Linked DNA regions of Mus musculus: regions 1, 3, 4, 5 and 6 are each linked to region 2. Evidence: chromatin contacts called from public ChIA-PET and promoter capture Hi-C data. All regions are on one chromosome and are shown on one strand. The core of a region is the stretch at or near the end of the contact, and the rest is flanking DNA. Distances in the headings are between cores, read along the strand shown. Region 1 has its middle 19 kb from the start of 9330175E14Rik. Region 2 holds the start of Psme3ip1 (proteasome activator subunit 3 interacting protein 1). Region 3 has its middle 14 kb from the start of Nlrc5. Region 4 holds the start of Polr2c (polymerase (RNA) II (DNA directed) polypeptide C). Region 5 overlaps Slc12a3 (solute carrier family 12, member 3). Region 6 holds the start of Cx3cl1 (chemokine (C-X3-C motif) ligand 1).

Evidence for each region. ChIA-PET counts read pairs in DNA pulled down with a chosen protein or histone mark. Capture Hi-C pulls out chosen DNA fragments and counts their contacts.
Region 1: an RNA polymerase II ChIA-PET map of memory CD8 T cells shows a contact between it and region 2, with 97 read pairs. The contact joins the enhancer-like site here to the promoter of Psme3ip1 in region 2. A contact is called at or near these places in 7 of 39 promoter capture datasets (embryonic stem cells, hematopoietic stem and progenitor cells, hippocampal neurons and 4 more), 2 of 484 Hi-C or Micro-C datasets (brown adipocytes and natural killer cells), 7 of 115 datasets of contacts at active chromatin or transcription factors (the 230-238 cell line, the SCID.adh cell line, bone marrow-derived dendritic cells and 4 more) and 2 of 9 other capture datasets (adipose tissue and macrophages).
Region 3: an RNA polymerase II ChIA-PET map of memory CD8 T cells shows a contact between it and region 2, with 37 read pairs. The contact joins the enhancer-like site here to the promoter of Psme3ip1 in region 2. A contact is called at or near these places in 2 of 39 promoter capture datasets (neutrophils and pre-B cells), 3 of 115 datasets of contacts at active chromatin or transcription factors (the SCID.adh cell line, effector CD8 T cells and memory CD8 T cells) and 3 of 9 other capture datasets (adipose tissue, liver and pancreatic islet).
Region 4: an RNA polymerase II ChIA-PET map of memory CD8 T cells shows a contact between it and region 2, with 59 read pairs. The contact joins the promoter of Polr2c here to the promoter of Psme3ip1 in region 2. A contact is called at or near these places in 3 of 39 promoter capture datasets (hippocampal neurons, liver and pre-B cells), 2 of 484 Hi-C or Micro-C datasets (double positive thymocytes and natural killer cells), 4 of 115 datasets of contacts at active chromatin or transcription factors (bone marrow-derived macrophages, large pre-B cells, memory CD8 T cells and 1 more) and 3 of 9 other capture datasets (adipose tissue, liver and macrophages).
Region 5: a contact with region 2 is called in an RNA polymerase II ChIA-PET map of memory CD8 T cells, with 75 read pairs. The contact joins the enhancer-like site here to the promoter of Psme3ip1 in region 2. A contact is called at or near these places in 3 of 39 promoter capture datasets (hematopoietic stem and progenitor cells, hippocampal neurons and pre-B cells), 11 of 115 datasets of contacts at active chromatin or transcription factors (the SCID.adh cell line, bone marrow-derived dendritic cells, bone marrow-derived macrophages and 6 more) and 3 of 9 other capture datasets (adipose tissue, liver and macrophages).
Region 6: a contact with region 2 is called in a promoter capture Hi-C map of adipose tissue. The contact joins the promoter of Cx3cl1 here to the promoter of Psme3ip1 in region 2. A contact is called at or near these places in 2 of 39 promoter capture datasets (the 3T3-L1 cell line and macrophages), 1 of 484 Hi-C or Micro-C datasets (3T3-L1-derived adipocytes), 5 of 115 datasets of contacts at active chromatin or transcription factors (bone marrow-derived dendritic cells, bone marrow-derived macrophages, embryonic stem cells and 1 more) and 2 of 9 other capture datasets (adipose tissue and pancreatic islet).

What each region holds. Positions count from the first base shown.
Region 1 is chr8:94,414,068-94,417,590 of GRCm38.p6, reverse strand. No RefSeq gene overlaps it. Among named protein-coding and RNA genes, the nearest start is that of 9330175E14Rik, 19 kb to the left of the region's middle. Within about 2 kb of position 2,155, at least 35 of the 459 cell types and tissues checked have an H3K27ac peak or open chromatin away from gene starts, as enhancers often do. A contact at or near this core is called in the SCID.adh cell line, memory CD8 T cells and pro-B cells, where this site is marked.
Region 2 is chr8:94,599,573-94,603,345 of GRCm38.p6, reverse strand. It overlaps Psme3ip1 (proteasome activator subunit 3 interacting protein 1), which reads left to right and starts at 1,620. Exons shown (of 8, transcript NM_028221.4): 1 at 1,620-1,849. It overlaps Rspry1 (ring finger and SPRY domain containing 1), which reads right to left and starts at 1,405. Exons shown (of 15, transcript NM_026274.4): 1 at 916-1,405. It overlaps LOC115486880, which reads left to right and starts at 455. Exons shown (of 2, transcript XM_030243886.1): 1 at 455-533; 2 at 701-1,730. The coding sequence starts at 455. The coding sequence ends at 1,410.
Region 3 is chr8:94,456,854-94,460,863 of GRCm38.p6, reverse strand. It overlaps a transcript of Nlrc5 not described here. Among named protein-coding and RNA genes, the nearest start is that of Nlrc5, 14 kb to the left of the region's middle. Within about 2 kb of position 2,218, at least 56 of the 459 cell types and tissues checked have an H3K27ac peak or open chromatin away from gene starts, as enhancers often do. A contact at or near this core is called in adipose tissue, effector CD8 T cells, liver and 2 more, where this site is marked.
Region 4 is chr8:94,855,746-94,859,394 of GRCm38.p6, reverse strand. It overlaps Polr2c (polymerase (RNA) II (DNA directed) polypeptide C), which reads right to left and starts at 1,945. Exons shown (of 9, transcript NM_009090.5): 1 at 1,754-1,945; 2 at 1,599-1,648. The coding sequence starts at 1,839.
Region 5 is chr8:94,361,411-94,364,869 of GRCm38.p6, reverse strand. The region is part of intron 24 of Slc12a3 (solute carrier family 12, member 3); the gene reads right to left. Among named protein-coding and RNA genes, the nearest start is that of Gm15889, 15 kb to the left of the region's middle. Within about 2 kb of position 1,354, at least 220 of the 459 cell types and tissues checked have an H3K27ac peak or open chromatin away from gene starts, as enhancers often do. A contact at or near this core is called in the SCID.adh cell line, adipose tissue, bone marrow-derived dendritic cells and 8 more, where this site is marked.
Region 6 is chr8:94,769,484-94,773,458 of GRCm38.p6, reverse strand. It overlaps Cx3cl1 (chemokine (C-X3-C motif) ligand 1), which reads right to left and starts at 1,279. Exons shown (of 3, transcript NM_009142.3): 1 at 1,125-1,279. The coding sequence starts at 1,194.

The sequences.
Region 1 (3,523 bases), core at 906-3,405, 190 kb after region 2:
CCCTGTCCTTACAGACATTCCCCCTACCCCCCCCCCACGCTCTTGCATCCCCCCATTCCTCCCCCCCTCCGTCCCCCCCTCCACTAACAAGCATCACTGATTTTTTTCCTATAAAGTACTGGGAATTTCTCAGGTTCTTAAAAACACAATAAAGTTATGAAAGCAGAACAAGACAAAAGCCTGGGAACTTTTCAAAAGTCTGAAGGTCACATGCTCCATGGTCTGGAGATCAGTGGGAAAAAAAAAGAATGACGTTCCGATGAAGTCTGGAGTCACTAAGAGCTCAGCAGTGGTGATCTACAACCAACACAGCTTGTTTATGGAAAGATTAATACTGTACATTGGGTATGGAACATTTTGTCATGTCTTTGTAACTTTTATTCAAATCTAAAGTTATTAGAAAAAATTAATGAGTTGGGGCTAGCAAGATGGATCAGTGTGTATGTGAATTTCTCACCAAGCCTGACCACTGGACTTCAGTCCCTGGGACGCCCAGGGTAGAAAAAGAATTAGCTCTAAAAGTTGTTCTCTGACGTCCAGATATAGGCCATGGTGGACTGATGTGTGTGTGTGTGTCTGTGCACCCATACACGCTAACTGATTAAACTTTCCTTACATTCTTATTTACTTCATGTGTGTCCCCCACCTGCATGCTATGTGCATGTGTACAGATCAGAGGACGACTTACAGAAACTGACTTTCTCCTTCCACCATGCGGGTCACAGGAATTGAACTGAGTTATCTCTTTGGCCTGATAAAAATATTTTAAAGAAATTGCAGATACCTTTAAGCCCAGCACTTGGGAGGTAGAGGCAGATGGTTCTCTGTGAATACAAGGTCAACTTGGTCTACAGTGCAAGTTTCAGGATAGCCAGTGCTGCACAGAGAAACCCTATCTCTAAAAAACCCAATCACCATCACCACCACCACCATCACCACCACCATCACCATCATCATCATCACCACCACCACCACCATCATCATCATCGATAAAATGTAAAAATAAGGAGTTGGTTTGTTGTTGTTTTTAAGAAATGGGATTCCCCCAAAGGAATCCCATTCTAGACTTCATAGAGAGGTGTGGGTGTGGCCCCAGGTCTTGGTTTGTTTGTTTGTTTTTTCGAGACAGGGTTTCTATGGATAGCCCTGGCTGTCCTGGAACTCACTTTGTAGACCAGGCTGGCCTCGAACTCAGAAATACGCCTTCCTCTGCCTCCTGAGTGCTGGGAGGGACAGGTTTTCATTACTTTTGCCTTTAGGATTTTGTGGGGGTGTGTGGGAGGGTGCGGGTATTGTTTTGATTTGGGGGAATTTTTTTTTCAGTCAGGACTCCACTGTGTAGCTCAGGGTTACTTTTCTCTTAGCTCACAATCCTCCTGCTTGGCCTCCTAACACTGAGATTACAGGCATAGCCATCATGCCTCCTATCTTTAGAGTTTAGCGTATTAAAAACTATTAAGGAGACCTTGAAGAACACTGGAGACCAGACTGACCCTCGGTTTCTTGTTTACAACTATACTAGCTTCCAAGCTCCTGTTTCTAAGTGGATGAAACCCAGCCACTCAGAGGGAGTTTGGTACCTAGGATGGTCTTGCTTCATGTGGCTACTGACACAGGCGATGTCAGTGTGTGCTTGATCCTAAGTGCCACCCCAGACCTTACATGGGATTCTCATGACAAGCCCAGCACATATTCACTCTATGCTTCTTTCCTAAAACCTACAATGTGGGGGAACTGGAGATCTATGGTAGATGTGGACAGAGGCAGATGGTCTTAGACAGTGTAAGGGACCTGTCTCAGTGTTCCACTTAGAGGGACATTAGCAAGGCTGAGGCATCCTGTGGGCCTTCTCCTGGCTCACATCCCACGAGTTTGATGATCAGGAGCCACGGATAGGAAACAGTGAACCCCAGCAGAGGGAATGAAAAGAACAGGTAGACCCCGACAGCCGCTGGTACCCCAAAGCCTTGCACCCATCTCACCTCTTCAAAGGTGATTTTGCCCATCCGTCTGTGGGAAGAGAAATTCCATCAGTCCAGGAGAACTGACCACAACACCCTTGTTCTGGCAGGAGATTGTAGGCCTCCTCAGGCAGTAGACAGTGACCCAGCCTGGGCTGGTAAGGAAGTCACTGAACAGATGCTGAGAGACAGGAGTCATGTGACCGGGACAGCAGCCATCAGAGGGGATCAGGCTGACTGCAGTCCTGTGTGAGCAAGAAGCAGTTTGGAGTAGCTCAGGCTCTGGGCTGTAACCCTACACTAACTTAACAGTGACACAGCAAGAAGTTAGGACTTGGGCTGAAGAGATGGCTCAGCAGTTAAGAGTACAGGCTGCTCTTCCAGAGGACCCTGGCTTGATTGCTAGCATCCACATGGTGGTTCACAGTAGTCTGCAATTCCCGTGTCAAGGGATCTGAACTCCATGGGCACCAGGCATACATACGTTGCACATACAAACATGCAAGCAAAAACATTTATATGCATAAAATAAATAGACACCAAAAAAGTAAAAAGAAGTTAAGAGCCTTGACCCCTCAAGACTTCAGTTTTGTCATCTGTATGGGGGACAGCAAAAACAGTTGCTTTTCTGCTCACCTCCAGGGGTATGGAAGGGACACATTCACTTAGCTTTGTGGGCATCACTTTCCCGGCCTGTGAAATGGGGGTGACAACAGTGAGAATAAATGAGATCTCCCACATGCAGAGTCAAGAACTGGTCCTGCTCTATGGTGACCCAGCAGAGGTGTAATGAATAGAGGGATTTTTTTTTCTTTTTTTTTAGCCGTGCATGATGTTGCACAGCCTTTACATCCTTTAATCTCTGGAGGTAGAGGTAGGCAGATCTCTGCATTCAAGGCTATTCTGGTCTACAGATCGAGTTCCAGGACAGCCAGGGCTACAGAAACAAATGCATGCACATGTACATGCATGCACACATGCACAGGCACATGGGAGAGGGAGGAGGGGGAGGGGAGGGAGAGGGACAGAGAAGCAGAGAGAGACAGTACACAGGCACATGAGAGAGGGGGGGAGGGGGAGAAGGAGGGGAAGGGGAGGGAGGGAAGGGAGGGAGAGATAGAGACAGTGCACAGGCACATGAGAGAGACAGAGACAGACAGATTTTGGTTTTTTTTTTTTATTAATTAATTATTTATTTATTTGGTTTTTTGGAGACAGGGTTTCTCTGTATAGTTCTGGCTGTCCTGTCACTTTGTAGACCAGGCTGGCCTCGAACTCAGAAATCCGCCTGCCTCTATCTCCTAAGTGTTGTATTAAAGGCGTGCACCACCACACCCAGCTCAGAGACAGATTTTGACAGCCAGCTGTTGCTTCTAATGATATTTGTGGGGACATTACTAACTTCAACTATGACCAGAAGCTGGATTCAGCAGAAAGCCCAGCACACATGGTGTCTGGCAGCAAAACTCAACATCTATTAGGGAATCCCCAAACAAAAACGCACAATTGTAACCAAAGACTATGTGAAAGGAGAGAGAGACCAGGCTAGAGCACCAGAGTCT
Region 2 (3,773 bases), core at 371-2,870:
TCAGAGCTCTATAGGTAATCAAGACCAGTATTTATGCTAGTCTCTTACATCAACAATTTTCCAGATTAGAAAACACATTGTTCCTCAACAACAATACATTACACTACCTTACTTCCACACACACAGCGTTGATTATTTTACAGAAGAAACTCTAAGATGTCAAGTCACTTCAACTAAGGAAGGACAAGCAGATGGGTTAAGTGAGGAGCCTGGGAGACTGCACGACTCTACTCAGACGGTAACAGACACTGCCAACTTTAAAAAAGTTCAAAGTACATCACTCCAGGGGACGAAACCTTACTCGGACATCTGCGCAAGACAGAATCTCAAGAGTTTCAGCCCAGTAGCTCTAACTAGGTCTCCCTCTGTAAGAACAGGGAAAGTGAGGCAGACAGCGGGCCCGGCAGGAAGTAATGCCAAATTTGGAGGCTCGCTTGGGGGTGCTGCTGGTGGGATGACTCCCCTGTCCCACTCTGGCGCGAAGGCCAGAGGCAGCAGAATCCTTACTCTGGGACACCTAGTCAGACTCCAGAGTGAGGGAAGAACCCCGACTATCCCCGTTTCCGCTTACCATCCCGATCTAGGGCTTTCCAACGGAAAGGACTGCCCTCCCCAAGGGTTTTTTACTTAATATTTAGCTCAGGCCTGGAGAGTAGGAGAATCCGCTAGGTCTGGCTCCCGCCTCCAGCCTCTCTCTAAGGCGAAGAACTCTCCCCAGCCTCGCTTCACGTCGAACTCTCCACCCCAAGGCAACACCAGACCATCCCAGGGGAAGTCGGCTTCCCACTGCAACGCAAAACTCCCCAGAAGGAATCCCTGCCCACGACGTGCGCCCCTCGGCCCCTTCGGTTCCGAGGAGCCCGAACGAGGGTCTCTCCGCGTCCGGAGCCTCCCCAGGAGGTACCTGCTTCTCACCTTAGCCAGTCTCCTCGGGAGGGTGACCCCAGGACCTCCTTCAGTCAAGATCCCCTAAAGGGGAACACCCTCTTCCAGGAACCGCTTTCAGGCGCCTCCAGCGCGGGCCTCGGAGGAGAGTGTGCCGGCTGCTTCCCAGGCTCTGACCAACGCCACCCTCTCCAAGACCCCTGCCCGGAGACGGCCACGGCCCCAGTCCAGTCTCTCCGACCCAGGCTTCAGCGGCTGTCCCCTTCCTTCACAGGCGTCGCTAGCCCTCAAGCTCCCTCCCCGGCCACGTCCCCAAGGGGCTTCCCAGAGCAGCGCGGTCGGGCTGTGGCACTGACTTGCACTAGCTCCTGGGCCCACCGGAGGGAGGGGACAGCGACAGCGGCGCGACTCCTTTGTGACAGGTCCAAGAGAGCGGTAAAGATGGACGCGGGGACACGGCACTGCCATTACGCGCAGGGGCCCACCCCCGCTTCACACCGCCCGGGCCCTCCCTCAGTCCCCTAGGAAACGCCCCTTCCTCAGTGGCAAGCCCTCTCTCTCAGACAGCCAATCATCAGTCAAGATTTGTGTCACGTGATCTCGCGGGTCGGCCCGCCAGCCTGGAATGAACCAGCTAATCCCCTTGCCGAAGGGCGAACGACCCAATCAGATCGCTCCATACGGTCTTGGAGCACCGGATTTCCACGAGGCGCTCGGGGAGGGAGAGAGCTGTTGATTGGACTATGCCGCCGGAAGCGGGGTGGAAATGTGTTGTGGCTGTAAGGAACAGGAAGCCCCGAAGGGTCAAAAGGAATACAATAGCGAAGTGTGTTTTCTTCCTTTAAGCCGTCGTTCTTTTCTTGGTTTCTTTTCTAGTTTTTTAAGAGCGAGAGTGGCCTTGGCGGCGACGGTTTACGGTAGGCGCCGCGGAGGTGAGGGCGGCTCGCCTCCCGCGCTCTCGTAGGTGAGTGCGGCCTGGGTCCGCGCCGGGAGGCGAAACCAGGCTTCTCGGCCGTGGAGAGGGTGAACTCCAAGCCAGAGTTAGGATTAGAGCCCAGGTTTGTCTCCAGCCCGCGGTCCTTTCTAGTGCGGTGTCCTGAGTCGCCCGGCTTGGGAGTTTGCGGTGCCCACTCCGGAGCGGAGCCGCGGGAGTCTGCGGGACGGCGTGGCGGTCGTGGTGGGAGGTTCCGACTCTTTCTTACGCGCCCGAGCTGCCGGGCCCCTTGTCTTCTTTCAGCACTTTGCGGTTAGCTGGAGCCATCAGGCCTAAAGTGAGCTGCTGCCTCGGTTCCATTCGGAGCAGCTCCTCGCTCCTTAGAAAACGTGGAATGCCGACTTGAGCATCGTTGAATCCCGAAGTGTGTAGTTGCAGGATGGGTACATAATAAATTTCCCCGTTGCAGCGCCTCGCTCATTCTCTTCTAGTAGGAAACAAGGCTGTGTGCTTATTTTATTAGAACACAACCGGTCGTTGAAATGTCTTCTTTGAGAGTTGGTGCCCTTGGAATGCCAGTCCACGCAGAGGGAAAGGGAGAACTATTGGTCATGGAAATGGCTTCTTGGGGGAACACAAGGTCTGTGGCCCTTGGTTTTAAAATGCAAACCCTGTGCTGCACCCTTGGGTCAGTCTGATTGTTTAAGTCTAGAGTGGACCCCACAAAGTCTAATATGAACCTCTGTAGGATTTGCAGCGACTTGTCAACCTGTGTAGCAAGTTTCGTTGGTTAAGTGAATTGATTTATTGAAGTGTCCCCAGAGACATCATAAAAATGGTTTGGAGGAGCTCCGTGTAGTGGCTTGTACCTGTAATCCTAGGACCACGAGGCTGTGTGTGGGTGTGGGGGACTGTCAGTTGGAGACAGGCCTGGCTTCCTTAGCAAGACTGCCAGAAAACAAAGCAGAGTATAAACTACCAAGCAAAATGGTTTGGCGGGTACTGCTTCTGAGATATTTGAAAGGAATCTGTAGAACTTTCTATGACAGAAGGAGCTGAGTTGAAATAAAGGCAGCTCCTGTGTTTCAGTTGGAGCCTAAGATGAGCTATGAATAATATGTAAGGGTCTGAAAGTCGGATGGCCCAATTATCTCTGAAGTTGAAGTCTTAAAAAAGGAAGAATTATGTGGGGAGCATTTACCTGGTTTCATCCTTCGTTGTCACCGTACGTTTGCTTAAAGGCAATCTTCAGCTTCAGAAATTGACAGTGAAATAATTGAACAGTGTGATTCAACTGTAAGCTTGGATATAGTGTAATATGCTTTTAGGGAAGCAGGATTAATCAGTTTTAGTGTGTTCACCTTATTGACACGTCTTCCTTCTTGAATGTGATCAGTTTCCCTCTAGAAGTGCTTCTAAGTGTTTTCACCTTTGTTTTGCAGTTTCAATTATGATGCTTCAAACCATGAGTTGCTTTTTTTTTCCAATTATCTTGGTATTTGATCTTTTTTTTTTTTTTGGTTGTTTTCAGACAGTCTCTTGTAGACAGTCTGGCCTTGGGTTTGATGTGTATGGAAAAATAACCTTAAGCTCCTGTTTTGTTTCCTTTTTTTCTCTCAGGTGTTGAAATTACAGGTGTATGCTATATTTGGCAATATGAATTAGCCTTTTTGACATTGAAATAATGATTTATCCTGTAAAGTTCTAGTCACATATATATTGATGCGTTCGACTGTCTTCCACACACATTTTCACTCTTGTATCCAGTAGCTGTTTTTGTTTGCTTTTTTTATTTTTTTTATTTTTTTTTTTTTTGGCAGGGTCTTGTTATGCTACCCAAGGTGGCCTAGAACTCAAGATTTCCAGGCTGGGCAGTTTCTTCATTAATTCTCTTCTGATCCAACTCTGTTATTAAACTGTAATCTTTGGGGGGGGGGTGTGTTTGTCTTTTGAG
Region 3 (4,010 bases), core at 969-3,468, 140 kb after region 2:
TTTTGGAGACTTCAGAGGATATATAAATGCTAGGGCCTTGAGAGGCAAGGTTACTGTTGGTTGTGGTTTGTTAAGTAGTCCTGTGCAAAAAAAAAAAAAAAAAAAAAAAAAAGAAAGAAAAAGAAAAAGAGAAAGAGAAAGAAAGAAAGGAAGGAAGGAAGGAAGGAAGAAAAGGAAAGGAAAGGAAAGGAAAGGAAAGGAAAGGAAAGGAAAGGAGAAGAAAGGAAAGAAAAGAAGAGGAAGAGGAGGGGGAATGGGGAGGGGGAGAAGGAGAAGAAGGAGAAGACGACAAAGAATACTAAATAATTAAATCCTGATGGTGAAGATCAAACTTGCCCCAAGGAACTTGATGCCCCTAATCTACAGGAAGTAGTCTAATGATAACGCTGCCCCCTTTCCCCTCTATCCTTTCTACTCTCCTATCTAGGGTTAGGGAGTGTACTGGCTAGTTTTGTGTCAACTTGACACAGCTGGAGTTATCACTGAAAAAGGAGCTTCAGTTGAGGAATTGCCTCCATGAGATCCAACTGTAAGGCATTTCTCAATTAGTGATCAAAGAGGAAAGGCCCCTTGTGGGTGGGGCCATCCCTGGGCTGGTAGTCTTGGGTTCTATAAGAGAGCAGGCTGAGCAAGCCAGGGGAGACAAGCCAGTAAAGAACATCCCTCCATGGCCTCTGCATCAGCTCCTGCTCCCTGACCTGCTTGAGTTCCAGTTCCGACTTCTTTCAGTGATGAACAGCAATGTGGAAATGTAAGCCGAATAAACCCTTTCCTCCCCAACTGCTTCTTGGTCATGATGTTTGTGCAGGAATAGAAACCCTGACTAAGACAGGGAGTTAAAAGGGAAGAAGTAAAGAGGTGGAAAAGGGTGGAAGAGAGAAAGGAACCCACAAAATAGTAGACAGAATCCCTTGTCTACTCTTAGTTTCCATCTACAGCAGCAAAAGGGTACAGCTGACCAATGACTCAGGGAAGTGGGGTTGGGAGTCTTGGCCACAGTTAGAGAGAGAAGGAAGAGATGGGAGGGGAAAGGAAAAGAGGGAAGGGGAGGAAAATCCATTTACCTGGCTTCTTGGATCATGATAGATGGTGTCCCCATATAGAGGGTCTTCTGAGTGTCTGGACTTTGCCCTCTGACCCTCAGTTTATAGGCTGTTTCTATGGCTCAGGTCCTAAAGAGAGAGAAAACAAGGTGCTCTCCCCCTCTTCCAAACTCAAGAGGAATGATGCTGTGTCCAGGACCCCAGTCCCTGCCTCAGAGGACACTTGACCCTCAAAGGTCCTTCACCTTCACAAACCAATCGAGTTCTTCCCAACCAAGTTCTGTATGTTCCTGGAGTTGGCACAGCCCAGTCATCCTGCTGCCATCTTGCCAAACAAGGAACACAGGATGACTTCCCCTACCTCCTTTAACTAAAAGCCTGGGCATCATAAGTCCATAGTTGGACTCAGCTTACTCATTTGCACAAAAGTGGAAAAGTCCTCACCACAAATGCCAGCCTCTGTCCTTGCCCACAAAGTCCCCAGGAGCTCAACATTTGGAGCCGTCTTTCTTAATAGTTTAAAGTTTTTAAATAAGCAAACAAGTGCTGGGCACGCATGTGTGCAATCCTAGCACTTGCAAGGTGAAAGCAGAAGAACCAGGAGTTCAAGAATATCTTCAGTTTCAGAGTGAGTTCAAGGTCAGCCTGGCCTATGTAAGACCCTGTCTAAAGGAAGAAGAGCAGCAGGGTGAAGCCGCAGAGGTAGTCTACCTTACTGTGATACAAAGTTAATGTTCTCTACAGTGAATTTGGTACAACAGCACCAGGAGATTCAGAGATGCAACAGAGTTGTGAGGTAGATCTTCAAGGTGACACAAATGTATCTACAAGAAGATACAGGAAGTAATGTCTCTTTCTACCCTGATGAAAACATAGCAAGCAGCTCTGAACCTCCAGTGGATGTACTGGAATCCAGATCTGGGGCCTCCCAGCCTCTGAGGCTGTGAGCTATAATTGACACCTAGACTGTGTTATTCTGTTACAGCAGTTTGAAGTGACTAAGACACAGCTGCCTGTGACCACAGAAAGCAGAAAGAAAAAAAATCTCTAAGTTGGTATGCAGGCAGAAGGCAATGCCACTTAAAGTCGACCAGAACACCCTAGAGATGTGAGGATGGGGACAGTCATTTGGAGAAATAAGCAAACAGGATGTGTGGCAATAGGGTGCCAATATTACAGCACAAGGCATTTTCAGTTAGAATCGAATAATTAAGGGTGCAGGCTGCAGCTTGGTGTGCAGTGTGTATGCATGTATTTAGCAAGCACAAGACCCTGGGGTCAATCCTCAGGAACGCACAAGACAGAAAAACCGAAGGCAATTCTATCAAAAGGCCATTTGGGGGATAGGCAGGCAAGCATGTGGAGAAAGTCTCCAAATATAGTAAAGCGATTTCTAGAGGGATCAACACTGTATGGAACTTGGGTTAAAATAGAAAAAAAATACAAAATGACCAAAGGAATGGAATAGAGCCAAATGAGCTTCACATTCACATAAAACTCACTCATCAATGGCATTTCCCAACACATCCAGTTAAAGAACTATTATTAAAATTGTGTGTGTGTGTGTGTGTGTGTGTGTGTGTGTGTGTGTGTACACGTACATCCACATGCCTGTGGGTCAGAGAGGGCATCAGATCCTCTGGAGCTTGAGTTCTAGGCAGTAGTGACCTTCCCAACATGAGTTCTGGAAACTTAACTCAAATCCTCTACAAGAGCAGGAAGTGTTTTTAAACACGGGGACATTGCTTCCCCGAAATAATTATTTTTAACTAAGTGTTTTTGTAAATGTGTTGCATAGGACTGGGGAGATGACTCAGCAGGCAAAGGCGCTTGTCAGACACCTCAGTTTGATTCCCAGAGCCCATGGAAAGCCGAAAGGAGAGAACCGACTCTACAAAGTTGTCCTCTGATCTCCACATGCCCACCATGGTGCCCACATGCTTATGTCAAACACATGTAGACGCACATGCACACATTCGTTCTCTCTCTTGTTCATGTGCTCACTTGCTTTCTCTCTCTCTCTAATAAACAAACAAACAGTTTTAAGATTGCTTGGAACTTAAAATCCTGGGATCATAGCATTTCATACCCATATAGACTGGCTGTAAGGAAAACAATGGACTCTGTTGATTGGGATTTGAAAGAACTGGAAGCCTCACATATGGCTGGCAAGAATGATACTACTTTGGAAACCAGTTTGGAAGTTCATCATAAATCCAGCTCTGCCATTCCTAGGTCTAGACCCAAGAGCTATGAAAACACTGCCCACACACAAGTGGTCCCTGGATGTTTAGACCGGATTGTTCATTTTCATTCTGAGATGCTCCACACTTCAATAAAGTTACTGGAAACATTTTATATAAACAAAGGTGTTACAATAAAACATTTCTTACCATCCACTAATTTTTCTATTTGTGTGTGTGTGTGTGTGTGTGTGTGTGTGTGTGTGTGTGCGGGGGGGGGGGGGGAGACAAAGATAAAATGAAAGCAACACACTGGAAAAGGGTTGTATGTGATTTGCTGATCTTCCTGGTAGAGCGATGATTCTAATAAAACATGGAAAGACACGCCGAGCATGGTGGCGCACGCCTTTAATCCCAGCACTTGGGAGGCAGAGGCAGGCAGATTTCTGAGTTCCAGGATAGCCAGGGCTACACAGAGAAACCCTGTCTCAAAAAGAAAAAATATGGCAAATGGCACACAATGACGGGATTGAGGGGGGGAAACAGATACGTGTGTGCTTTATATTTATGGGTAGGAGATTATTAAGAGTACTCCAGGGAAGAGCTCAGGAAGGTATCAGTGTATGTAAATTACCACGCTCCCCCAGTCACATGGTCACAGAGCCCTGGGGTTATTGATACTCCCTAAATGGCTGAGAAATAAACTTTCCTATCCTCCATTGATGGGTGAGTCTTGTGGTTCCTTTTTTAGGAGGATGTCATTAAAGCCCTGTAGCTCCTCCCA
Region 4 (3,649 bases), core at 696-3,195, 260 kb before region 2:
AGGGAAAGCCCACTAACAATAGAACCCAATCCCCCCCCAGGCACTGCTGGGCAAATGGGGCTGTAGCATACAGATGCTGCACTTAAGCATGTGTCTAGTCACCCATCAGCAAACACCTGCATGTAAACAATAATGTTCAGAAATCAGTGGTGTTGGAAACCCAGTTCTCAAGGAGCTGATGTAGGCCAGGAAGAGGCCGGAAGACCAGCTGAGGATAGGCCCAACCTGCCCTTCACCGCAGTGCTTCCTCAACTCAAGCAAGGACCAAGCTTCCTGATGATTTACTTCTGGGGCCCATTGAATGCCCTTAATCTACTTCCACCATTCCCATTCCCCGACCCCTGGTGGGAATTCCCCATCTCAGAAAACCTCGAGTGTCCATGTTTACAAACGCTCCACTCCCTTTTGGCCTCCTTCCTCTCTCAAAACAAACAAACAAACAAACGATAAAACTGGTCAGATTCTCCTGAAGGTGTCATATTTTGCCTTGTTATGTTTGCTCATGTCTTGTCTCTAACTGAAAACGTACATGATTTACATATGCAGCAGAAATAAGAAATTCATTTTTAAAAAGACACCAGGATGGATTTAAAAAAACAAAAAACCGAAGTCTGTCTGTCTGTCTGTCTCTCTCTCACACACACACACACACACACACACACACTTCAACAATAAGGAACAAAAGTATGTTGTTTGTTAAAGAAAATCTTAAGCCGGGCAGTGGTGGTGCACGCCTTTAATCCCAGCTCTTGGGAGGCAGAGGCAGAGGCAGGCAGATTTCTGAGTTCCAGGCCAGCCTGGTCTACAAAGTGAGTTCCAGGACAGCCAGGGCTACACAGAGAAACCCTGTCTTGAAAAACAAACAAACAAACAAAATTAGAAAATCTTTATAACACATGCTTTCTCTCATGTGGAATCTCTCTCTTTTTCTCTTTCTCTCTTTAATAAAGAGAAAGTTCGGAGCCTGCAAGATGTGCAAGATACTTTTTGTTGTCAAGCCTTAAGGAGTTCAATCCTGGGCCCCATATGGTGGGAGAAGAGAATCCCTCCTACAAGCTGTACTCTGACCTCTACACATGAACTCCGGTACTCGAGCCCAGAGATAGACACATATATGTAAATAAAGGTTTTCAAAAAGATAGGGGGAGACGACAAGAAAGTATAGCAGGGTACTATCTGGAAGGATGGGAGAGACCAGGTACACTCTGTGTGTGTAGATTTCAAACTACATAACGAAGCCCATGATTTTGTAAAATCAGCATATATGTTCAAAAGACACCAGCCAGTAGCGAACACTGACGTCAAAGCAAAAGCGCATCATCTACACTACTTCGGCAATCGCTGCATCACCTGCTAACGACGCCTAGCATCTACACCGCCCGGATGAGGAGGCTGCAGCCCTCCGCTGTTTAACAGTGCTTGGTTTTGATTTCTGTTGCTTTGGGGTAGACGAACAGTACTGGGAAACCCGCAGCTGAGCAAGGCACGCACCAAGGCGGGCCTAGGCTGCCCCAGCCCAGCGTACAGCACCGCAGTGTTCTCAGCCCCCACCCCGGGCGGAGGGTGGGCGGCACGGGCTCCCAGGGACGGTCGCTTACCTATTATGGGCACCTCTGCGATGAAGACCCTCCGAATGGAATTGGCCACCCTACAGGAGGAAAGACAGGCGGTGTGAGCGGCCCCGAAGCCACAGCCCCGGGGTCAGGAGCTCGAGGACCCGGCCGCCCGCCCGCCTCTCCCCTCGCCGCCTTACGCCAGGTCCGTGTTCTCGATAATGAACTTGACGTTCTCTTCGGTGAGTTCCGTGATCCGCACTGTTGGCTGGTTGGCGTACGGCATCGCGACCCTCCGCCAGGCTCCCGCGCCAGCCGCACAGCGCGCCTGCGCGGCCACCAGCAGTTTGTCGGCGGGGCAATCGGCGCTTCCGGCTAGTCGCGGGCGCAGCGCCACCTGCTGACCGGAGGCCGGAACTCTCCTGGCCTGTGTTTTCTAACCACACCGGCGCCAAAATGCATTGGTCCTATACTCTTGAAATCCCCAAGATATACAGCACAAAAATTAAATGTACAGGGTCATTCATGCCAACGTTATTTATAACTGCTAAAAATAACGCATTAGGCAATGATCGATAGAGACTTGGTTAAACTTACATACGGGGCTGGAGATACGGCATTGGGGATAAGAGCACTGGCTGTTCTTATGTAAGACTTGGATTGTATTCCCAGCACCCATATGATGCCTAACATCTTTAGCTTCAGTTTCTGAGGAAACTCTCTCCTGGTATCTGAGGGCACCAGGTATTCACATGGTGCACAAATATACATGCAAGCAAAACATCCTTATACATAAAAATAATTTTTAAAATACATAGGAATACAATGAAACCTTAAAAAAAACCATTAAAAAGTTGTACATCTATACATGAACAAAATGGCTAGGGAGGTGACTCAAGCATGCAAGACGACTGATAGGTTATTTCTCTGCTGGTAAAATGAGCCAATTCAAGACAGATTAGAATATATTAAAAGGCAGGTTTATTGGGAAGCTGCTCTCAGGTGAGTTCACTGGCCTTAAGAACAGAGGCCGGGGAACCGCCATGGGAAGGGCAGAGAGGGAGAAGAGAAAGGGCCTGGGGCAGGGGGAGGGAGATAGATCGATCCAGAGAGCAAGAGCAAAATGTCTGGATTCTATAGGGAAGAACCTCTTGGGGAAGGGCAGCCCAGCCTCTGGGCTGGAAAGTTCAGGGTGGAGGCAGAGCATGCCAGGTGGGGACTGAAGGATGCTGGGAGAACCTGGAGGCCAGGTCTGCTTTGACGGGTAAAATATGCACCTCAGTCACTTGTTCCAGGGTGCGAAGCCAAACCCTGATGTGCAAGGACACAAGGTCAAATTCTCAGAACACCTGTAAAGAGGCATGGTAATGCAAGAGTCTAATCTTAGGCTCCTGTGAGTAGGAAGATGGAGAGAAGAATCCCCTGGATGCTCTCAGGACAGTTAGATAACACACAAAGAAGCAAACAAGAGACCCACATCCGAGCTAATGTCAGAGAGAGTACTGTAATGCATACACAAGAAAAACAAAACCCATGTTTTTTTGTTTGTTTGTTTTTGTTTTTGTTTTTCAAGACAGGGTTTCTCTGTATAGCTCTGGCTGTCCTGGAACTCACTTTGTAGACCAGGCTGGCCTCGAACTCAGAAATCCGCCTGCCTCTGCCTCTGCCTCCCAAGTGCTGGGATTAAAGGTGTGTGCCACCACGCCTGGCTTTTTTTAAAATTTTTTTTTAAATGTATTTCTATTTTATATGTGTATGTATGTAATGGTACCAATACATCACGTGTGTGGAAGGATGCCAGGCCTGACTGCAAGTGCTCTTACCCACTGAGCCACCTCAAAGGTCCCCAACGTATACTCAACAATGTCCATATGTGTTAGACGATACACACTTTCCCTTCTACTCTTGATCGTGTGATGTTCTTCTGAAGTAGATACAATGCTCTCCACTTCTACAGATCTGTGTAGTTGCAGCTGAGGAGTTTAAATGGGCCTCTAAAAAGTGGCAGCTGTTCACACAGAGAAAAGAGGCCCTTAAACGGAACCCTGAAGGAACTACATTTAGAGGGCAGAGTTACCAGAGAATAAAGAGTTGCT
Region 5 (3,459 bases), core at 105-2,604, 240 kb after region 2:
AGGAAGTTTGCTGAGTGGGTGAGGTCACCCCACCAGGTCACAGAGTGATATGCTCCTGTGAGATGGCTGCATGCCCTTGTCCTGCCCACCACCGCCACCATCACCACCACCGCCACCACCCCCGCCCCATGAAGGATGTCAGGGACGATTCCAGCATGGTTTCTCAGGGGCCTTTTGTCCTAGCTGTAAAACACGATGCAAGTAACAGGATATCCTAGAATGCTGTTCAGTCATGTTTGGCTGTGCAGATAAGAAAGTGACTTTTCTACCATCTTAAGAATTCTAGCCGGACAGTAGTGGCGTACACCTTTAATCCCAGCACTTGAGAGGCAGAGGCAGGCAGATTTCTGAGTTCGAGGCCAACCTGGTCTACAGAGTGAGTTCCAGGACAGCCAGGGCTACACAGAGAAACTCTGTCTTGAAACAACAACAACAAAAACCCGAAGAATTCTAAAGTTACATTAGGATCATGGTTCCATGGGTTCAGCTTCTGGGAAATATGGTACCTCACAGAACCAGCTATGGTGCATGAGTTTGGGATATTAGTGCTTACACAACAGTGTACCGGATTGTACCCTTGACAATCCCTCCATCTGAGCTCTAATTAAGGCCAGCAGTGGACAGTGCCCCAGCTGAACTCTGGCCAGCTGAACTTGGCCAGCTGGAGCAGCCAGCCAGGCAGATTTGAACTAGGGTTCAGAGTTCAGAATCTGACCCCACAGTCATCGCCTGAGTGCTGGCATTGCAATGTCCTCAACTTGGTGACTTTGGCAAAGTGCCTGAGTGGCACTGAGCCTCAGAGTTCTTTAAATAGAGCAGTCACAGAGTCACTGCCCTTGTTGGCTGTCTGAGGATGCACACAGCATGCAGGTGGTGGAGATGTGTCCTGAATCAGGTTCCTAGATCTTTCTACCTGATGCATCTGCTTGCTACAACCTCACCAGGCCTGTGATCACTAACTAAAACACAGGGTCAGAACATCAGCCGGACAACCATTGCCCTATTTTTAGAACGTAAGGTCCCAAGGATCAGGAAGGATGGGTGGGAACAAGGATGCCTATGTCACTAAGCAACTGTTGTCTTCACCCGAAAGTGGTTAGTGATCTTCCATGGGAACGGCATAGGAGAGGAGAAAGGCCAAGCTTAGATTTTGCAGGCGCTCCTGAAGCTGAGGACTCTGCAGTCTGGGAAAATGCTACAACATTTTTGGGAACTGAGTTCACCAACTTTAAAGGGCACAGGGCACAGGTGCCTGCCTGCTCAGAGCCACAAAAAAACCCACAGTTCCTGCAGCAAGCTTCAGCCTGAAGTTCCCTCCCTGGGCGGAGCCTGTGGCCCTGTCCCGTGGGACAGCGCCTTTAACTGGCTCTAGCTTTAGCCAATAACATGCTTGCTCTTGCCAACAGGATGTGCTCACCCTAAACCACTGATCTTTAGAACAAAGCTGGGAACAATACAAGTTCTGTTCAAAAGTGCAAGGCAGTGTTGGGTGAATGCTAGATCCAGAAGTTAAGTCCCTGAACGGAACCAACCCAGGCTGAGTGCCAGTCCACTCCCCATCTGGAAGGCCCTGAGTAGAGGACACAACTCCTGTGGCAGTGTCCCTGTCTCAAGGAACACAGTTTAGTTATGATCCTTAAAGCAGGCCCCTGCTTACAGCATCTTCCTCAGCTCAGGCACGGGTGGTAAGGATGCCTTCATGAATTACTCTTTGGCAATGTAGAGGGTCGTTACTGAGAAAAAGGAGGTCCTGCTCAGAGGCTGTGGGGTTGGGATAGTTACTGTGCAGCGCCAGCTCAACACCTGTGCAGGTGTAGCTGCGCTCACACATGGGTGGAGGTGTAGGGGTGGGTCATCAGATAAGCCACGGAGTAGGAGACTGACAGAGCCAGGTTCTGCCCCAAGCTGGAGCTAGATTAGACACCCGTTTCACCTGGTTCCACTGAGGATTGTTCCTTGTTTGTTGTCCTTAGAATGTCTGGGAACAGGGGTCTTGAGCCCCTCCCAGCCTTCTTCTAAAAGAGACTAGAATTTGCATGTTCAGGGTTCCCAAGTCTAATGAGGCTGACCTTGACTGCATCCTGAGAGATCTGGGCTGGTCTCCAACTTGGAGGGTTGGGACACACTCACAGCTGCTCTGGAGAGTTGTTCCAAGAGCTAGGGGCCCTGTTGGGTGACATCTGGCTAGGGTGGGGGTGTGTGTAGGTGTCACCTCCAGGGTGACCAGACACACCACTGTTACTCTCAGCTAATCTCGCAAGACTAGTTGGTGAGCTTTTGACGTTTCCCGAAGTTTTGGGGAAGAGGAGAAAGTGGGGCGGGAGACGCTACTCAGGTAAAATCTCATCATGCCCCCACCCCCACCCCACCCCCTCACCCGTCCAGAGATGGATTCATTTTATAGCAAGTGAACTTGGGATCGCAGTGTGATGAAGGAGAACCTTGAACCTGCTTCAGTGCTCATTAGGGAAATCAAGGCTAAGAGAGACGTGGTGTTCCTTAGCAAGGCTACACAGTGAGTTAACAGCAGGTCATAATTGCAGGTGTGTTTCTTTGAAGAGAGACTTCACTATGGAAGCTGCAGCTTGTCCCACCCATGCACCCTGGACAGTTCACACCTCAGAGTCCCCAGAGGGTTAGATGTCTTGGCGCCACCTCCACTGTCTTGACTCAGGCCACACCCTGGGCCCAACCTAGTTTTGGGAACATTCTCTTGAGAGAATGTTGATGGAACAAACCCCCTTCCCTCAGCACGTTCTCAGTAGGAAAACCTGACCTTCTGCAGGCCCTGGGAGGTGCCCAACAATGGGTGTCATGGAGCCACAGAAGGGTCCTACCTCAGAGGGTCCACATCTGGCTTAACGCCTTGGTGTCACAGTCTTGACTTTTTCAATGCCGTAAGCCACACTGGAGGACATTCTAAGGCAGAATTCAACTCCCTGTGTGTGACACCACCCTTTGGCTGCCAAGAGCTGAGTACAGGAAGCCCCAGCCCTTGAGAAGCATGTAGGTTTCAGTGTCCTCTGGGGTGGCCCAAGGAAGGACTGGTAACTGCTTCAGCTCAGATCTCTGTGCTTTGACGCTAATTGGTCTGAGATCCTGATCACCACGTTACCGAGGACACCACAACTCACTAAGGGTCCTGTATGTCTTTCTGTCCTTGGGCACATGTGAAGTGACTCACAAGAACAAAGCCAGTAAGCAGCCTGGTGTGGTCAGCTAAAATTCAGCCTGTTGAAATGTTTCCTTCTGGATTAGGGGGTGACGGGTTTAGGAGCTGGAGACTTTGGGAGGTGATAAGGTCAAGAGCTTAGCATCCTCTGTACAAAATGTCTCTGGAGAGTTCCTGCCATGTGAGGACACAATGACAAGGGGTCTCCTAGTGACATGTGACTCTCATCTATGACCAGAAGGCTGGCTCTACCAGATACCATATTTGCTGACATTTTGATATTAGAC
Region 6 (3,975 bases), core at 30-2,529, 170 kb before region 2:
ATGACCACATGCACTTTCCAAAATGCCTCCCTAGACACTGGAGTTTTCTCACCGGTAAGGCGTGAATGCTACAGCAGTTGGGACCAGAGAAGTCAAGACCCTGCTCCATTGACACACAGGGAGGTGATGGCAAAGCAACCTCCATCTGATTCCTACTTCCCCGTGCGCACTGTCTACAAATATCTCAGGCTTGAGGGCCAGAGCTCAGACAGCAGAAAGGCAGGCACAATTTTATCCCACCACCCCCACTCCCACCCACTCACCCACCCAGCTCCCTGTGGCACTGGTGATTTAGTTCCATGGAGATATCCTTGATGCTGGGGGTTGGCTCTCATTTTTTTCCAGTTTCACAGTGCGCCCTAAGGCAGAGTGCCACCTTCTCTGAGCGACAACCTGCTAATTTAGCCTGGCTAAATAGCCTCGGCCCTCCCTGAGGATGGAGCTCTAGAGGTTAAAGGAGGTGGAATGGTCAAAAGAGAAGGTGGGCAAGGCTGTTGGTCTCTCCTTCCTTAAGTCCCTGGGCATCACTCTCTCCTGCCCTGCATACTGGCTGAGCATCCTCAAACAGATCTCTAGCTCTAGCTCTCCATCTTTCCTATGTCCCTAGGAATGTCTACACCTTGTACTACCAGGTAGTGGACTCCAGGAAGCAAGTCCGTAGAGACAAAATATTTTCTAAGCTGGGTTTGGAGAAAGTGGCAAGGATGATGGGGGAGACACAGGCAGAGAGACGACAAGCTGCACGCCAGTACTAGAGACAAGCTCCATCCCCATGAGCTGCAGTGACCTTGACCTTAACTATTTCTGGGGGCCTGGAGCGACAGGGCAGGGGAAAGTCCTACCTAGTCCCTGGCCCCGGGCCAGAGCTTATACAGGTTATAGTTAACCTCAGTAGGAAGAACCACCTCTTGTCCGTCAGCCAGGAGCCTGCTCAGGTTTCCCTCAGCCCTCGCTCTCCTCCCCACACAGCTTCTGTCTCCCACAGACACCTCCGAGGTGTCTCCCCGACTCCCACCCCAGAAGCCACTGGGATGGCTGGGACTCGCGGGGGCCTATTTTCCCCAGGGAGATGCAGTCTGCATACCCTTCCTTTCTCCCCGAGGTAGGGTCCGGGACCCACTCACCCGGCAGCAGAGTACACAAATGGAAGAACGCGGCCAGGCGCAGCAGCCACGCGAGCGGCGAGGGAGCCATGGCTGGAGTGCAGGAATTCGGCGGGCCAGGAGGCTGGGCCGTGTCGCAGCTCCTAGTAGTCACTCGCGGCTGGTCTCGGTTGCTTTTTATAATGGGCTGGCAGCCTCCGCCCCCGGCGCCCGCAGTAGGAGGCGGTGGGAGGGGAGAGGAAGAGCCTGTAGCTGCGGCTGGATTCCTCCCAGGTTGCCAGGGAACCAGTTGCAATCCTGCGCTGGGCTCCGCTGCGGGAGCGGCGCGATGGGAACCTGGTGGGTTAGCAGGGTTACCTTCCCTGGAGAACCTAGGTCTTGTCTAAGCCGGACACTGAGCCAGGGACATGCAGAGCGCTGGTCCCCGCCAGGCCGGATCTGCCAAGCTCTTTCTTGATCTGGGGGCAGATGGGGTCTTTCGCCCATGCGATGCAGAACCCCCAGCAATCACCCCTTAAAATCCCCAGATACATTTCAGCCTATGCATCTGCTGGACTCAACACCGAACCTGGCAAGCAGTTTCCTGAAACATAGATCCAGTCCTGCCTTCTATGGACAGGTGGGGAAACTGAGACCCAGAGAAGGGAGAGACCATTCCAAATCACACAGAGCTTCACTCGATAAACTTATCAAGACCACGGAGGAGAAGACTGCAGAGCCAGGGCTGCTGAGGACATGGACATGGAGGGAACATGGGCCTCCTGGCCTCCTTAGCTGTTGTGTAGCCCCTCTAGCCTTTGCTCTATCCAGGGCTGGCTGTGCCTTCTGCTAGCTCCCGAAACAGCACAGCCACGAACTTGTCTTCGGAGCTAAGGGTCTCTTGGCTCCTCTTGGACCCTAATGCAGAGCCTTAGAGAGGTCCTGCCTCCTTCCAGGGTAGCTCTGCCACTGTAGAGTCTGGCTAACCCAGCTTCTGGCTCGGATCTTCCAGAAGCTTTCTCCATGAGACCAGGCAAGACCTAGCAGCAAAGCTTGGGTACTGCACACAACCTGACTTCCCGGAAGACAGGGAGTACAATCCTGGGAGTCTAGAAAAGTCAGAGCCTCCCCAGCCTCGGGCTGGGAGTGAATTGCGCTACTCTTTTTGGGCTGCCAGCCAGAAGGAAAAACCAGTTTGTGTAGAAAACTGTCCTAGGCTAAGGTGCCAGTTGGACCATAGCCAGCCTGGTCCAGACTGCAGAGGCTGCAGCTGCCGCCCCCGAAGACCTCGTGCTCTCTCCTGCTATACATTGTAGCAGGGCTAGCACCTGGTGTGGGTACTGATAGTGTTGAGGGTGGCTGTCCTGGCAGGGATCAATATCCACTGAGGCCCAGAGAACCTGCCCTCAGCTGGCCAGATAAGAAGCCAGGAAGCCTCATTTTACAGCTGGAGAGACTTAATAAGAAGTGATAAAAATGGAGGGCTGGGCCAGGTAGGGTACCTCATGTTTGTAATTGCAGCACTGAAGAGGTGGAGGAAGGATCGTCTAAAGTTCAAGTCTAGCCTGGGCTACATAGTGACTTCCAGCCTGGCTAGAACAAAAACAAAAACAAAAACTCCAAACCAAACAGGGAAATAAAACCCAGAAGTCTAGGTTTCTTTGTGCCTGTGCAGCAGATAGGATAAGAAGGAGGGGCGGGGGGGGGACCAGAGGAAAAGGGAGAGAGAAGAGAGAGAAGACAGGGGTAGGTAGGGGAATCCAAGGAGGATTATGGGAAATCAACACTTACATATTTAAAGGGAAAGGATCTGGGAATGGAGACTTGGAATCCCTGACTGGAGGGTGAGCTCCAGAGTAGAATTTGGAGGGCAGGGAGATGGTTTGCAGGATGCAAGCCTGGCTCCAGAGTTATTGTGAAATGTTTGGATTCTGTAAAATTAGGAAGGAGGCACTAAATTAACTCTGATCCAGGCACTCTCTAATAACGTTTCCCATGGTGCTGGGGACATAGCTCAGCTGTACAGCACTCACCTGGCATGCCAAAAGCCTGGTGTCTATCCCCAACTAAACAAAACTTAATGGAGTTCCATGTTTAACACACATAGTCATGATAACACACCCAGGCTATAAGGCTAACATCCATCACTGTGGTGGGCTGCTTTATGGATGGAGTAGCTGAAGATAACCAGGGAGGAAGTCAAGAAGGATGGGATGACCAACTAGCTGTCTCTTGGGTCTGAGTCACCACCCACTGGCAAGGAACCATTTGATAAGCAAGTGTCTGAACTGAGAAGGTAAAAACAGCTTTACCCGAACTTGCTCAGCTCCAGGGGCAGTCCGTGCTCCCTCTAGACCCAGCTTCAGCTCCAGGAGCATTCCGTGCTCCCTCCAGACCTAGCTTCAGCTCCAGGGGGCAGTCTGTGCTCCCTCCAGAACCAGCTTCTCATCTACAGATGGTTGGTCCCACCCATCTCATCCAGGTTTCAAGGAGTGACTGTTGAGATGCAGTTTGGACACAGTAGCCAGGCTTTCAGGCCCATTGACCCAATTCAAGCTCAACTCTGCCCTTCCTAAAGGTCCCACTTGGGCAGGTTACTAATGCTCTATGTACTGCAGTGTTTCTGTCTGTAGTATGCTGAGGTGGTTTGAAATTTTCTGTTTTGGTTTGGTTTTTTGGTTTTTTGAGATAGGGTTTCTCTGTGTAGCCCTGGCTGTCCTGGAACTCACTCTGCAGATCAAGCTGGCCTTGAACTCAGAAATCGGCCTGCCTCTGCTTCCCAAGTGCTGGTATTAAAGGTGTGCGCCACCAAGCCCAGCAGTGGTTTGAATTTTGACCCCCATCTACTCTTGTATTTGAGTTTTTGGCCCATGGGGAGTGGCACTATTAGCAG